Regions from separate parts of the Pan troglodytes genome. Here region 2 is linked to region 1. Evidence: chromatin contacts called from public capture Hi-C data. All regions are on one chromosome and are shown on one strand. Each heading gives the region's core, a stretch centred on a gene start, on an enhancer-like site or on the middle of the called end of the contact. The rest is flanking DNA. Distances are from core to core; before and after follow the strand shown.

What was found. Capture Hi-C pulls out chosen DNA fragments and counts their contacts.
Region 2: a capture Hi-C map of stem cell-derived neural stem cells shows a contact between it and region 1, with 5 times the contacts expected there. The contact joins two enhancer-like sites. A contact is called at or near these places in 5 of 7 Hi-C or Micro-C datasets (blood, induced pluripotent stem cells, a lymphoblastoid cell line and 1 more) and 1 of 1 other capture datasets (stem cell-derived neural stem cells).

What each region holds. Positions count from the first base shown.
Region 1 is chr6:121,436,409-121,443,309 of NHGRI_mPanTro3-v2.0_pri, forward strand. No RefSeq gene overlaps it. Among named protein-coding and RNA genes, the nearest start is that of SYPL1, 55 kb to the right of the region's middle. Within about 2 kb of position 4,298, at least 14 of the 24 cell types and tissues checked have an H3K27ac peak or open chromatin away from gene starts, as enhancers often do. A contact at or near this core is called in stem cell-derived neural stem cells, where this site is marked.
Region 2 is chr6:121,517,639-121,524,539 of NHGRI_mPanTro3-v2.0_pri, forward strand. No RefSeq gene overlaps it. Among named protein-coding and RNA genes, the nearest start is that of SYPL1, 26 kb to the left of the region's middle. Within about 2 kb of position 4,208, at least 1 of the 24 cell types and tissues checked has an H3K27ac peak or open chromatin away from gene starts, as enhancers often do. A contact at or near this core is called in stem cell-derived neural stem cells, where this site is marked.

The DNA.
Region 1 (6,901 bases), core at 3,048-5,547:
AGGGATGCTCAGTGCAGAGGAATCAGTGAGTGAGGGGAAAAGACATAGCATCTGAAGACACAGAGGCCAGCACTCAGGACCTCCATCAGAGGACCATGTGAAAGGCAGGTTCAAGTCCACCTTGACCACTCAGCCTCCATTGCAGTCAGTGGCATCTAGTGCCACTGGCTGGCCTTCCTTCACTGTGGTGGGGATTTCTTTCTGCAGCAGCCAGTACTTCCTTGGTGACTCCATACAGAGCATGACACCGTCCCAGCCTCCAGCTTTGGTTCTTTCCCCATCTGACATGCCCTAGGAATTCACTGCCTTTGCAGTTTCACTGGATCTGAGTTAATCCAAGAAATAGACAAAGGGGTATTGAGTGAACAAGATGACCAGCACATCCTAGGTTCCCAGAGTTCCCAAAGCTGGGTTGAGACCTCACAGGCCGGGCTGGTGGTAATGCCCAGGGTGTGTGTGTGTGTGTGTGTTCATTCCTTGGCACTCACATATGTTTGTGTGTCTGTGAGGCTGTGTGATGGGATCTGGGAATTGGTGGAGGATGAGAATAAAGGATGGAGCGCTAAGGAGTCAGGCAGGCAAAAACAACCCCCACACACCATGCGGGTGTGTGCCTCCCGGGTCCCATGCGCCTGGGTGTGTGAACCCTGCCGCCCTCCTGCACAAGAGCCCAGTCTACTGTGCCTGAAGAGGCTGGACCTGACGCCGGCCTTCCCTTTGCTTCATTTGTGAGATGCCGGCTAGTCCAGTCTGACTTCAGGAGAGCATCTCTGGCTTTTCTGCTCCATTGCTAGTTTTGGTTCTTCCTTAGGAGGCCCCGCAATGGAGAGAGGAATAGAGCAGAGAAGAGGCGGCATTTCCTCATCTCCCCACACTCTGGCCTAGGACCTTGTGATGACTTTCTCTAATTTCAGAGGTGGAGACAGACTTCTTCCAGCCCCCTCCTGTGAAGGGACAGTGGGGCCAACTTCCTTTCCTCTCCTGTGCCAGGTCTTAAAAGCCTGACCTGCATTTCGCAGAAGTCAGGACCGGCTTGAGTTCAATTACAGTAGATTGCTTGATCTCATTTATTTTCTCCTGTATGCTTGAAGTTAGGACAGCTTTAATTTGAAATGGAAATTTATGCAAATACTATGTAAATTAGGTCATTCCCAGATTAACTGGGGGAAAAAATCTGGTCGCCTTAGCAGGCACCATCTGTTCCCTCCTCATTCTTTCCATATCTGAACCCCACCCCCCCTTTCCCAATCAACTTTGAAACTTGTTTTCCTGTGGCTGAGAAGAGAGACTGTTCAAGGGAGGGAAACTAATCCCCCATCAGTTTTCCAGGTGGGTCGTTCCAATGTCTGTTTTGCGGTGAGAAGAGGCTCAGGTGAGAGGCTGGGAAGACTTCAGGGTTGGCTCCAGGTTAATGGTTGCCGCACTCCACACATGTGCCGCCTCCTCCTTGTTCCTCTCTTTTCTCCTGGCCTCCGCTTCTCTTAGGATTCTTTTCCTCCTTCTCTTTGCCTGAAGTCTTCTAATGGCACCCAGAAGCCTTCTTCCTTCCTCTTGTGGCAGTCGGAGTAGAAGGGCTTTGGGGTTTTGCAATACCCCCAGAGTTCTTGGGAACTTTTGGGTCCATGTGCGTATTGGTTGGGAGGCTCAGGGCCCAGGCGGGAGGCTCTGTCCCGCCCCATGGCTGCAGCTCACGCCTATGGAGCAGGGACAGCTTCAGTCCTGCTCTGTGAAGGCAAGAAAGCCAGGAGCCTCAGAAAAGCTATGGATGTGAGGGAAGCAGGGGGCCCCAGCTTCGTCATTCCGCATCGCTTTCTCCTTTAAGGGGACAAAAGTGAGAAGACTTCCCAGCGATTCATTCGCTCCTCCATCCTGCAACGAAGCAGAGCCACAGCTGCCCCACCAGGAAGAAGCAACTTGAGGCCGGGTGCGGTGGCACACACCTGTAGGTCAGGAGTTTGAGACCAGCCTGGCCAACATAATGAAACCCTGTCTCTACTAAAAATACAAAAATTAGCTGGGCGTGGTGGCGGCCACCTGTAATCCCAACTACTCGGGAGGCTGAGGCAGGAGAATCACTTGAACCCAGGAGGCGGAGGTTGCAGTGAGCTGAGATTGCACCACTGTACTCCAGCCTGGGTGACAGAGCAAGACTCCATCTCAAAAAAATAATAAATAAAAATAAAGAAGCAATTTGAGGGATACTTTTGTTGCTGTTAGCCACTGAGTTTTTTTTTTGTTTTTTTTTTTTAACAGTCTCATACTGTTGCCCAGGCTGGAGTGCAGTGGCATGATCTCAGCAACCTCCACCTCCCAGGTTCAAGTGATTCTCCTTGCCTCAGCCTCCCAAGTAGTTGGGATTACAGCTGCCTGCCACCACACCCGGCTAATTTATTTAGTATTTTTAGTAGAGATAGGGTTTCACTATGTTGGCCAGGCTGGTCTTGAACTTCTGACCTCAGGTGATCCATCCATCTCAGCCTCCCAAAGTGCTGGGATTACAGGCATGAGACACCACGCCCGGCCTAGCCACTGAGATTTTTGAGGCTATTTGTTATTGCAGCAAAACTTAATGAGAGCTTACTACTACACCCTCTCATCTTCCTCAATCTCTCCTCAAAGCTGCCTCAAAATTTAAAAAATTCTTTTATGTACTCATGTGATACTTTCTCGCTTTAGGCCAAGTGAAAATAAAGGCATCTTCATAAACATTTGCTTTTTTTCTTGGTTCATGATATGACTGTACAAACTGCACTTGTGTATACGGCTTTAAACCCAGACTTCAGGCAGGGGGAACAGTCAGTGCAAAGGCCCCAAGGCAGGGACGTCAGGAGTCCATGTGGCTTGGTCAGAGTAAGAAGGTGGGAGAGTGGTAGGGAGTGAGGCTCATGGAGTGAGAGGTGGGCAGTGTGGACCTGAGCATGGGCCCCAGAGAAGGTGCAGTTTCAGGACAGAAGCACAAGGTGGCACCGTGACACTCCCCTCAGTCACTGTGGACCGCATGTGCGGTGGTAGAGAAGACACATCTTCTTATCCTCCAAAATGGCTCTGCCAGGGAATGAAAGTCCAGCCGACTCCAGCAAATTAGAAACTGTACTCTTAGGACTGGAAAAGCTTTCGAGACCTCTCAATCAGGGAGGTTTCCATGTGGGGTCCATGATGCCTATGCATGGACTCCAGGACCCAGGGGATCCCCTGAATTGCAGTGTGCTTTTCAGGAGAAACCTCCAACATTTTCACTCCAAGGGGTCTATGACCCAAAAAAGGTGAAGAACCTCTGACTACCACTGGTGCTCCCACCAAGGCAAGACTTGATAAGAACTTCCTCAGCAACAGGCAGCCCCGGCCAATTCCACATTATTACCAGGTGCCTGGAGACCTGTGAGTCCTTTGCTATCTCAGTGGAGGCACCCAGTAATGCTTGGAACCGCTGGGCCTGAGGACACTCGGGCTCTCCTTCCAGAAACTAGAGCTTTTGTGAGGGGCCAGCAAATTTGCATACGTGCACCCGTGCACACACGCACACACCCCTCTCTCCACTGTCCTTAGATTGAAGAAATCACATCCTTTGCACATGAACGTCCTGTTGGTTCTCAAAGGTGCCTGGATGTTTCTGTGATAAGTAAAATATGATTGCACAATGTGGTTACTGAATTCGCAGTCACTTTGATCATTATATAGTTTCTCACCCACTGGATGTTTTATAGAAGTCTAATATAGAATTGATCTAATTGAAGTTTAATATATATTCGACTCTATGTGTCCAATATAATGAATGGGGCAGGGAGTCTGTCAGATATTTTGAGCTAAATGAGAAACTTCATAATCAAAATGGTGGGAGCCACAGTCTGGTGAAAGGGAGGGGTCGTGAGTGATGTCTGATGGCCAACAGGTGAGCTGGGACGGCGCAGGGGGCGCGGTGGGGGCAGGACAGGAAGCTGCGTGGGCAGCAGGTGGAGGGTGTGAGCAGAAGTGAGACTGGAGCCTGTGGGGTTGCTCAAGTGGAACTGCAGAAGGAGATCAAGAATGAGGGAAGATGCAAATTTTTAATTCAGCATCTTCTAAAAAAAAAAGTCCCAGAAATGACTGTATTTGCTATTGGTGTTTTAAAATATCCATTAAATACCACATTTGCCAGCATCACTTCTCTTATCCCGGCTGCTCTAGCAGCCTGAATTCTGCCTTTTTCTTCCCTGAGAGCTGGGCTCAGGGAACCCACGTATCAACCTCAGGGGGTCAGGCCTGCAGGTGGGTGGCTCCCCTGGGACTCTTTAAAACCAAACCCCGAGCAGAAAGGAGAGGCTGAGGTTTGGGGCTCCTTTAAAGGCCTCCTCTCAGCTTGTCTCCAGTTCACTGCCTAAGAATGTCCTCCAGACACAGGCTCTGAGGCCAGAGCTATTGAATATTTATCAAGGCCTCCTGGCAGACGTGGGAGACTGAGAACAGGAAAATCAGGCCCAGGCGGGCATCTGTGGAGCCTGCCTGGGTGCTAGCCAGATGCTGCAAGATTCAAGTTGCCCGTTGACTCTGCAGAGCCTGCCCCGCCCTGTCCTCCCTCCTCGGGGAGGCGTGCATGGGCCTGGCTGCTGTCAGGGTGTTTGCTTCTTGTCACCATCCTCCATACTGACTTCCATTGCAAGCCCTGCCCCACTGTGGCTCCATTGTCTGCAGTGGCCTGGGCTGACCAGCTCAGCCTGGAGCCCTGCCCTGGGACGATGCGGGCTAACACAGTGACACAAAGCCCTGCTTTGTGGCCCTGACAGGAGGATTTATCATTAGCTGTGAGATGGTCCCTGGCAGATCCTGGCATGTGGTGAGCAGACAGATCTGTGCTGATCACAGTATTTTGAGTACCCCCAGTTGAATACAGCATCTGGGGCCCTCAAATCTGCCACATGGATCTTATGGCTTCAGGCTCACTGGCACCTTTTGTGTTGGCCGAAGTACGGGTAGGGGGTAGATTAGGAGCAGTAGCTTGTACCCAGTGACGTCTGGGGGCTGGTTTACAGGAAAGGCACCCTAAGGTTGTGCAGGCCCTGACATGTGGTCCTCCTGGCATCTGGGGACAGCATGTCAGGTTTGGGGTCTGCCCATCCTTGCCTTGGGCACAGGTCCCCAAACAACAGCAGCATCCCTGTGGGTGGGATATCTGACCAGCAGAAAATGGAAGTGAATATCTCTTTGATCTTGGAGTGAGGAAGAATTTCTTAAAAATAACACACCAAAAAATCACAAATCATAAAAAAGAAAGATTCATGATTTCAACCACGTTAAATTTAAGAACCTTGGTTCATCACAGGTATTTTAAAGAAACTCAGAAGATAAGCCACAAGCTGGGAAAAGATATGTGTAGCACTTAAGTGACAAAGGATTAGCTTCAAGAATATATCGAGTCCTGAATGCCTGGTGGGGTGGAGGGAGTGGGAAATAGACAGATAGTTCAGAAGAAAAATGGGAAAAAAATATGAATAGGCATTTGACAGAAGAGGCAACACATAGGGCCAGTCAACATAGGGATGTGCTAACCTAGTCAGTGTCCAGGAAATTGCAAAACAGGCAATGAGATCCATTTCCTCCAGTCTGTTTCCTCCAGTCTCTCTCCGGGGCCTAGAGATGCTCCTTGGATGGTTCTCAGTGGCCCTGGTCCTCTCCCTGGGAAGCCTGGCCTGTCAGGCTCTGCAGAGCCCTCTGTTTTGTCCTTCCCCCAATATCCTCCCACTCAGAGCCTGAGTCTGCCCCTGCCCCTTCCCTTCCTGTCCTCACCAATGGCGAGTGTGGCAGATCCTCCAGTTTCTAGAAACACCTCCTCACTCCATCTTCATCCTTTCCTTTGATGTTTCCCCAGGTCTTATCCGGCCAAGTGGGCTTTAGGGAACATTTTTCTTCCCCCTTTGGAGCCAGAGTCTCGCTCTGTTGCCCAGGCTGGAGTGCAGTGGCACAATCTAGGCTCACTGCAGCCTCCGCCTCCCAGGTTCCAGCAATTCTTCTGCCTCAGCCTCCCAAGTAGCTGGGATTACAGGCATGCGCCACCACGCCTGGGTAATTTTTGTATTTTTAGTAGAGACGGGGTTTTGCCATGTTGGTCAGGCTGGTCTTGGACTCCTGACCTCCGGTGATCCACCCACCTCGGCCTCCCAAAGTGCTAGGATTACAGGCATGAGCCACTGCACCCAGCCTAGAGAGCATATTTTCAATCAGAAAAGTAGTTCGCTGCACCTCACAAGCCCAACACTGAGTTCCAGGAGGACCTCAGGACAGGCTATTGATGGTACGGTAAACATGGCTGACAACTAGCACGTTCTAGACCAAGTTCAGGTAGAAAGGGACTCTCTCAGCTGGCCACAAAGCTACCCTCTCCCTAGTGTGCAGCCTTATCAGGCTATTGTCCAAGGCAAAAGCTGTGTGTAACAAGCAGCCCACGCAGCCTGCAGCCAGGCCTGCTAAGGCACCTTTCCTAAGGGGCTGCCCATGTGGCCCGCTCACGCAGGATCTTGCTGGCACTCTTCCTTGGGAGCTTACCTTGTTTGGAAACCTTTCCTGGTTAGCCTTTAAGAGCCTCAACAGGCAGCTGAAAGCATGTCCTGAAATGCCTGAACTCATACTTGGAATGAGAACTAGCTACAGCTTAGTATGCCATGAACGTTTGCATCACTTGTTGTCCAATAAATCTGCGGTCCCCAACCTTTCTGGCACCAGGGACCAGTTTCATGGAAGACAATTTTTCCATGAACAAGGAGGATGGGGTGGTTTTGGGATGAAACTGTTCCACCTCAGATCATCAGGCATTAGATTCTCATAAGGAGTGCACAACCTAGATCCCTCGCATGCACTGTTCGCAGTAGGGTTTGTGCTCCTATGAGAGTCTAATGCTGCCATGATCTGACAGGAGGTGGAGCTCAGGCAG
Region 2 (6,901 bases), core at 2,958-5,457, 81 kb after region 1:
TACTGCAGTTAATTTTTTCAGAACTCAGAGCTAAATCCCTGAGGAGGCCTGGGCTGGAGAGGCCACCTGAATTGTGGCCTGCTTAAAGGTGCGGTCATGTTTCCTGATTTAACTGGGTCAGTTTGGTTGTTTATTTTTGCCATTTGATTTCAGGGCAGGGTTGGCTTCAGTGTGCTGGCAATTCCCAGATAGTTTATGCTCTGAGGGACTGGGACAGGTGTTCAAGAACCCCCAGTGACTATTATTTAATTTTGTTCCTCCCCCAGCCTCATGGTTTATATATGAGTTGTTATGTGACAGAGTTCTATTTTTAACCACAAACATGCTCTGTTCAACTGGAATCATGTTCTTTAGACACTGCATTATGCAAGCTGGCTCCAAAGTTTGCCAGAAGTGCTAAACTAAACTGTGACAATTCCCAGCCGTAGTCACTGACACCCCCACAGTGAACCAAACAGCATGCTTACTTGCTTCAAGACAGAGTTTCAGTTGTGTTAAATAACTGTCTGGTGCTACCTGATGAGAAAGCCATGTCTGGCTGTTTGGATCAGATTCTCTGATCTTGTCTCCTGTCTAATCCCAGAATAAATCCTTTGGGTCTTGGGGGAGGATGTTAAAAAGGCTCTGATGAAGAAGATTAAACCTGAAACAAGTCATAATGAGGCATAAACAAGGTAATACTCATTGTAAGGTATCTTCCCAGGTTCTAAGCAGGAGAGGAGAAAAGATGGTTTCGATGGAGGGCATCTGTTGAGAAACCCCTCTGATGTAGATGTTCCTGTGGAGTCGTTTATATCCAAACATTAGGACATTAGACAAGTGCACTGGTGGGTTCTCAGGGTTTTTTATGGGGTGATCATAAAGAAGTGGCTCTCAAGAATTGCATCGAGCCAGGGATCTTCTGACTTCTGAAGACTGACATCTGGCTTATCTAAGATGACCCAGGGAAGGGGCAGAGCTAGAAGTCTATGCGGGGAGATTGTTAGTATTTGCTGGGATTCTTTGGTGGCAAGCAACAGAAATAAACTCTCAAGAAGAGTTAATCTACTTGGGCAGAAAAGGACTTTTTAGAAAATAAGTTCCATGAGAGCAAGGGCTAGCTTGTTCACTGGTATTTCCTCAATAGAACAGTACCTTGAATGTAGTAGGTACTCATTGTCTTAGTCCGCTCAGACTGTTAACAAAATTCCTTAGACTGGGTAATTTATAAACAACACAGATTTATTGCTCCCAGTTCTGGAGTCTGGGATGTTCAAGATCAAGTTGCCAGCAGATTCGGTATCTGATGAGAGCCCGTTCCTCATAGTTAGTGCCTTCTGTGTGTCCTCACATGGCAGAAGGGGCCAGCAGGCTCCCTCACACCTTTTCTATAGGGCACTAATGTCATTCAAGAGGCCTCCTAAAGGTCCCACCTCTTAATACAATCACACTGGGGATTAAGTTCTATAAATTTTAGAGGGACACCAACATTCAGATCATAGCGCTCAATAAATATTCATGGACTAAAAGAAGTTATAGGGTGGATCAAAGCATTGTTAGGAACATTGAGAACCAGTTTTGGAAAAGGATAAGAATGAGAGCATCTCTGGAGAGGCTTAGGTAGCAGGAACTAGGTCCCTGACAGTCTCATCAGGACACCACTGCTGGAATAACTGCTTTCCAAACATTTTTATATTTTTAAGTGTCTACACTCATGCTTCAAAATCCAGACAGAGAGAGTGAGTGTATATTAATCAGGGTTCTCCAGAGAAACAGAACCCTCTATCTCCACTTCTCCGCTCCTCCCCCTCTCCCCCTCTACCTCCCCCTTCTCCCCCTCTCCCCCTGTCCCCCTCTACCTCCCCCTCTCCCCGTGTGTGTAAAAGAAGGAATTGGCTCGTGTGATTGCAGAGGCTGGCAAGTCCAGTCTGGCAGGTTGGAGACCCAAGCAGAACCCATGTTCCTATTTGAAGGCCATCAGACAGGAAGAATTGATGTTGCATATGAAGGCAGTCTGCTAGAGAATTCTCCTTACTTAGAGGAAAGGTTGGTCTTTTAATTCTATTTAGGCTTCAAGTAGTTGGATGAGGACCATTCACTATGGAGGGCAATCTTCTTGACTGATTAAAATGTTAATCTCTTTCAAAAACACCCTCGCAGAAACACTCAGAATGTTTGACCAAATATGTGGGCACCCTGTGACCCAGTCAAGTTGACACACAAAATTAACTATCAGAGAGAAGGAGAGAGAGAATGCAACTGACCTAGCTTAAGTTGTGTGCCCACCCCTTTGGCTGGTAGAAGGCAGGGTATTTTGTCAGTTCTAGAGATTTTGAACCATGGGGCAGAACTGATTTCCTAAAGGGAAAGTGGAGAGCTGTTACCAGGAGAAGGAGAATAAATAGTGGGAAGCTACAAAACAACTGGCTCTTTTTGAATGATGGTTTTATTTTTCTTATTTTGTTACTTGCTTCCATGTGAGTAAACATTAAAACACATCTGTGCTGCTTTGCTTGACTTCTTCCAGCTCCTTTATACAAGAGGAAGAACAGCTGGGAGGGAGAAAAATATTTTTTTCCTTTCTCTCTTCACTTCCAGTCCTCAGTAGAGGTGACTGACGGGTGATGGTTACCTCCAAGTCCTTGCTTTTGGGGGTCTGTGCTAATGACTGAGCACTCGAATGCTGCCTCACTCTGAAGAGGTCCTTCAACACTGTAAAAGGCATTCACAAGACATCCCTGCCCCGGAAGAGTTTGAATCTGTTGGACTTTGTGCATTTTTCTTCTTTTCTATCCTTCACCTACTAGTTGTGGCTACTACGAACCCATATAGTTCTTCTGGAATTAAGGAGACACACTTCCCTCAAAGTGCTTTACATCTATTGGTCAGAGATGGTCATAATGTACTGAGTTTGTTAGAATGACGCGTTGCTATGTACCAGGAAGTTATCACAGGGCATATAAGTCTACCATGTCTACAATGTGAAGGATGCCTCGTTAGACGCAGCACTCTTGTGCAATGTACAATCTGTCTACTTTATATGGCAGGCCTGAACTACTGAGGGAGAGAGAGACCACCAGAAATCAGGAAAGCACAACTTAATTAATGCTCTTATGAATGGTGTGTGCTGGGGGGTGGTTGTAGTTCCCTTTGTGTTCTGACCAATAGCTGAACCACTGATCAGATTCAAGACAGAACCTTGAATCCAAAAATCCTTTAGTGTGGCAAGTCCACCATAGTTCCTGAGGAAGCTGCCTTCGAGGAATCGGGGACCACTGCTCTCTTCTTAGGGGAATTCCTGAGATACCTGCATACCTCAGACCTGACAAGCAGGGAGTGGCAATGGGCATATTGCTATTCCAGGATACAACTGCTGTGAGATCCTCTTCAGAGGTTTATAAGCCTGACTTCTCATTAGCACGTTAGATATAAGGCATGACTCATTGCCAAATCTACAGACCCATGATAGGGTAGACAAGATCAATAGTCTAAAATGAAAACAGATTTTAAAATGAACAGAAATTTAATACTTTTTCCCGTATGCCAATGGATCACATGGTACACATCCCGGGGTAGGCATAGCCCACTTTGTAGACCACTGATCTAGAGCCTGGTACTCCCCTTACAACACCTGTGCAGGCAGGGCTAATTGACTACAACACCGTGGGCCTGGAGACATCCTCACCCTCCATTACAACAAGTGGACATGTGGTTTCTAGGCCAAGAGTTGGCAAATTACAGCCCATTGGCCATACCTGGCCAGCCCCCTGTTTCTACAAAGTGTTTTTGAGACACAGCCACACTCACTTGGTTATATATCGTCCATACCTTTTTTCACACTATAAAGGCAGAGCTGAGTAATTGCCATGGAGAGCAGATGGTCCACAAAACCTCAAATACTACCCGACCTTTACAGCAAAAGGTTGCCCGACCCCTGCTCCAGGCAGGCAGTATTGATCCCTGTGTGTTGGTAATAAAAGGTAAGACTTGTCTGCTGCCTCTGCTCTGGAGTTAGGCCGGAGTTTGCCGCATAGCTCCTTCTGTTAATGAGGCTCAGCTTGGCCTTGCCTTCTGGGGATTAGCACCTAATCCCGGCTAGCTTTCTTAGCTCATTCACTGGTCACAAGGATGCAGAGAAGTGAGTGTGGATGAAACTGGTCCTGGTCACCTGAAGTCCATGCCTTACACGGCGTCGGTCAGCTGTGTCCTCTCTGCTAGCTGGCCCCTCTGCTACCTACCTCTAGGTGATGTGCCTGCTACTCAGCACAAGTGACAGAGCAGCCACAAGGCCTCCCCCACTGCAGGGCTGCACAGCTGCTGCACATCCCCAAGGGGGCGGGGCGAATGCATGCTGAAATGTTTGTGTGCACATGTGAGTACATTGGTTAGGACTATCCCCAACTCCAGCTAATGCAAGCCTGGTAGACACATGCGTTTTTGCATATCCATGCACCCTTCTTTTGGGAACTGCCGCTAGATGAAAATCCAAATATTTAATTCCTAGCAATTAGTTTGGGCTTGAGTGGTATTCATTTTTATTCAGAACTCAGGTCCTAGGCCTTATATTATTCAGATTTCAGTCCCACGTGACAAACTTCCACAGTTCCTCTGAGATGTCCTGATTCTCGCTGGTGAGAATGGCAGAGACTGCTGGTTCCTTACCTAACAGCCATCTACCCTACAAGCCCTGATTTTGAGACAGTCTCTGCCACCTAGGCTGGAGTGCAACCTCCACCTCCTGGGTTCAAGTGATTCTCCTGCCTCAGCTTCCCAAGTAGCTGGGACTACAAGTGCATGCCACCATACCCGGCTATTTTTTTGTATTTTTGGTAGAGACAGGGTTTTGCTATGTTGGTCAGGCTGGTCTAGAACTCCTGGCCTCAGGTGATCTGCCCACCTTGGCCTCCCAAAGTGCTGGGATTATAGGCGTGAGCCACTGCCCCTGGCCCCTATAAGCCCTGATTTTATTGGAAACGTGTCCTTTAGTGAATTGTGCATCTGAAACAGAGACAGACATGTTGTGCTTCATTTGTACTTTATCATTTTTGTCCTTGGTGCAAAGGTATTACATGCCCTAATGCTGGCTCTTTGGGGCCATGAAAGTTGCAGAAGTCACGGCTCTTCCCACTTCAGTCACTGAGCCAACACCAGTACTCACCTACTTCAAAATTTATCTTCCCATGAGAGGAAAGGAAAACCCCACCTTGTTTTTGGTTTGAACACAACTGCATCAAATTCCTTACTGATGACTGAAAAAATTAAGGAAAAGCTCAGAGTGAACAAGAAGTAGATCAGCTTTCCTTATAGATGCACAAAATTACACAGCAGGCCTGGGTTTTTTTTTTTTTTTTTTAATTTTGGAGCAGGGTCTTCTGTCCCCCCAGCTGGAGTGCAGTAGTGTGATCATAGCTTAGTGCAGCCTTGACCTCGTGGGCTTAAGCAATCCTCCACTTCAGCCTCCTGAGTAGCTGGGACTACAGGCTTGGGCCATTGTAGTCCCAGCTGGCCTAAGCCTGGGTTTGAGGTCTAGATCTATCATTCTCTCATCCTGTGCCCCAGAGCCAGTCACTTTCTCTTAAAATTCTCGGTGTCAAGGCAAGACCACTGCGCTCTGAGGCCCCCTTGATCTCTAGGGCATTAAAATATATGGGAGATTTCCACCCTTCCTCACGGGGCTTGCAGGCTGAGGGAGTGAGAATTTCCTCTCCAGCAGCATGGGCAAATTCGTAAAAAGAAATAAATAATTTACTTGCTTTTAATGGCCACCAAACTTCAAAGTCTAGTGACCACCAACCAGTCCCTCCTCAGTGAGGATGGTCAAATACAGAAAGGCTTTCTCTGGAAGAGCCCGGAAACCTGCTGTCTCATTTCAAAAGCCATCTTCCTTCCCCGAGACAAACATGGTGGAAAGGAGGCCTGCCTGATAACACTGAGGGTTTTGGGGCCAGATTTTTTTCTGCAGGCAGTTTTGGACATTTATTTTAATCTTCTTTATGTGAGCTATAAAACACATTTAGAAAAGTATATATTAGCTGGTTGTAGTGGCTCATACCTGTAATCCCAGAACTTTGGGGGTGCTGAGGCAGGATGATCATTTGAGCTCAGGAGTTCACGTAGTGAGACCCTATCTCAACAAAACATCAAAACATTAGCCAGGTGTGGTGGCACGCACCTGTAGTCCCAGCTACTCAGGAGGCTGAGATGGGAGGATCACCTTAGCCTGGGGAGGTTGAGGCTGCAGTGAACTGAGACTGTGCCCTTGCACTCCAGCCTGGGTGACAGAGTGAGACCCTGTCTCAAAAGAAAAGAAAAAATATATTAAACATAATGAACAGTTACTGTTTTTTAAAATAAACCCCTTATTAGGTCAAGAAACAGAACTTTGCGAGACCCCTGGAGCCCTCCTGCCTATCCCTTCTCAATTGCAGTCCCCTCATTTAATGGTAACCACTGCCTCTATTTTTTTTTTTTTTTTGAGATTTTTTGAGATGGAGTTTTGCTCTCGTCACCCAGGCTGGAGTGCAATGGTGTGATCTCGGCTAACTGCAACCTCTGCCTCCCAGGTTTAAGTGATTCTCCTGCCTCAGCCTCCTGAGTAGCTGAGATTACAGGCACCCGCCACCACGCCTGGCTAATTTTTTGTATTTTTAGTAGAGGCGGGATTTCAACACGTTGGTCAGGCTGGTCTTGAACTACTGACCTCAGGTGATCCACCCGCCTCAGCCTCCCAAAGTGCTGGGATTACAGGTGTGAGCCACCGTGCCTGGCCCCCCACTGCCTCTACTTTTATGGTCATTGATGTCTTTGATTTTCTTTAAAATTTTACTACAGACATATATGTCCATGGCCACTATTATTTGATTATACCTGCTATTGAAATTTATAGAAATGGGTCCATACAGGATGTGTTCTTCTTATCTGG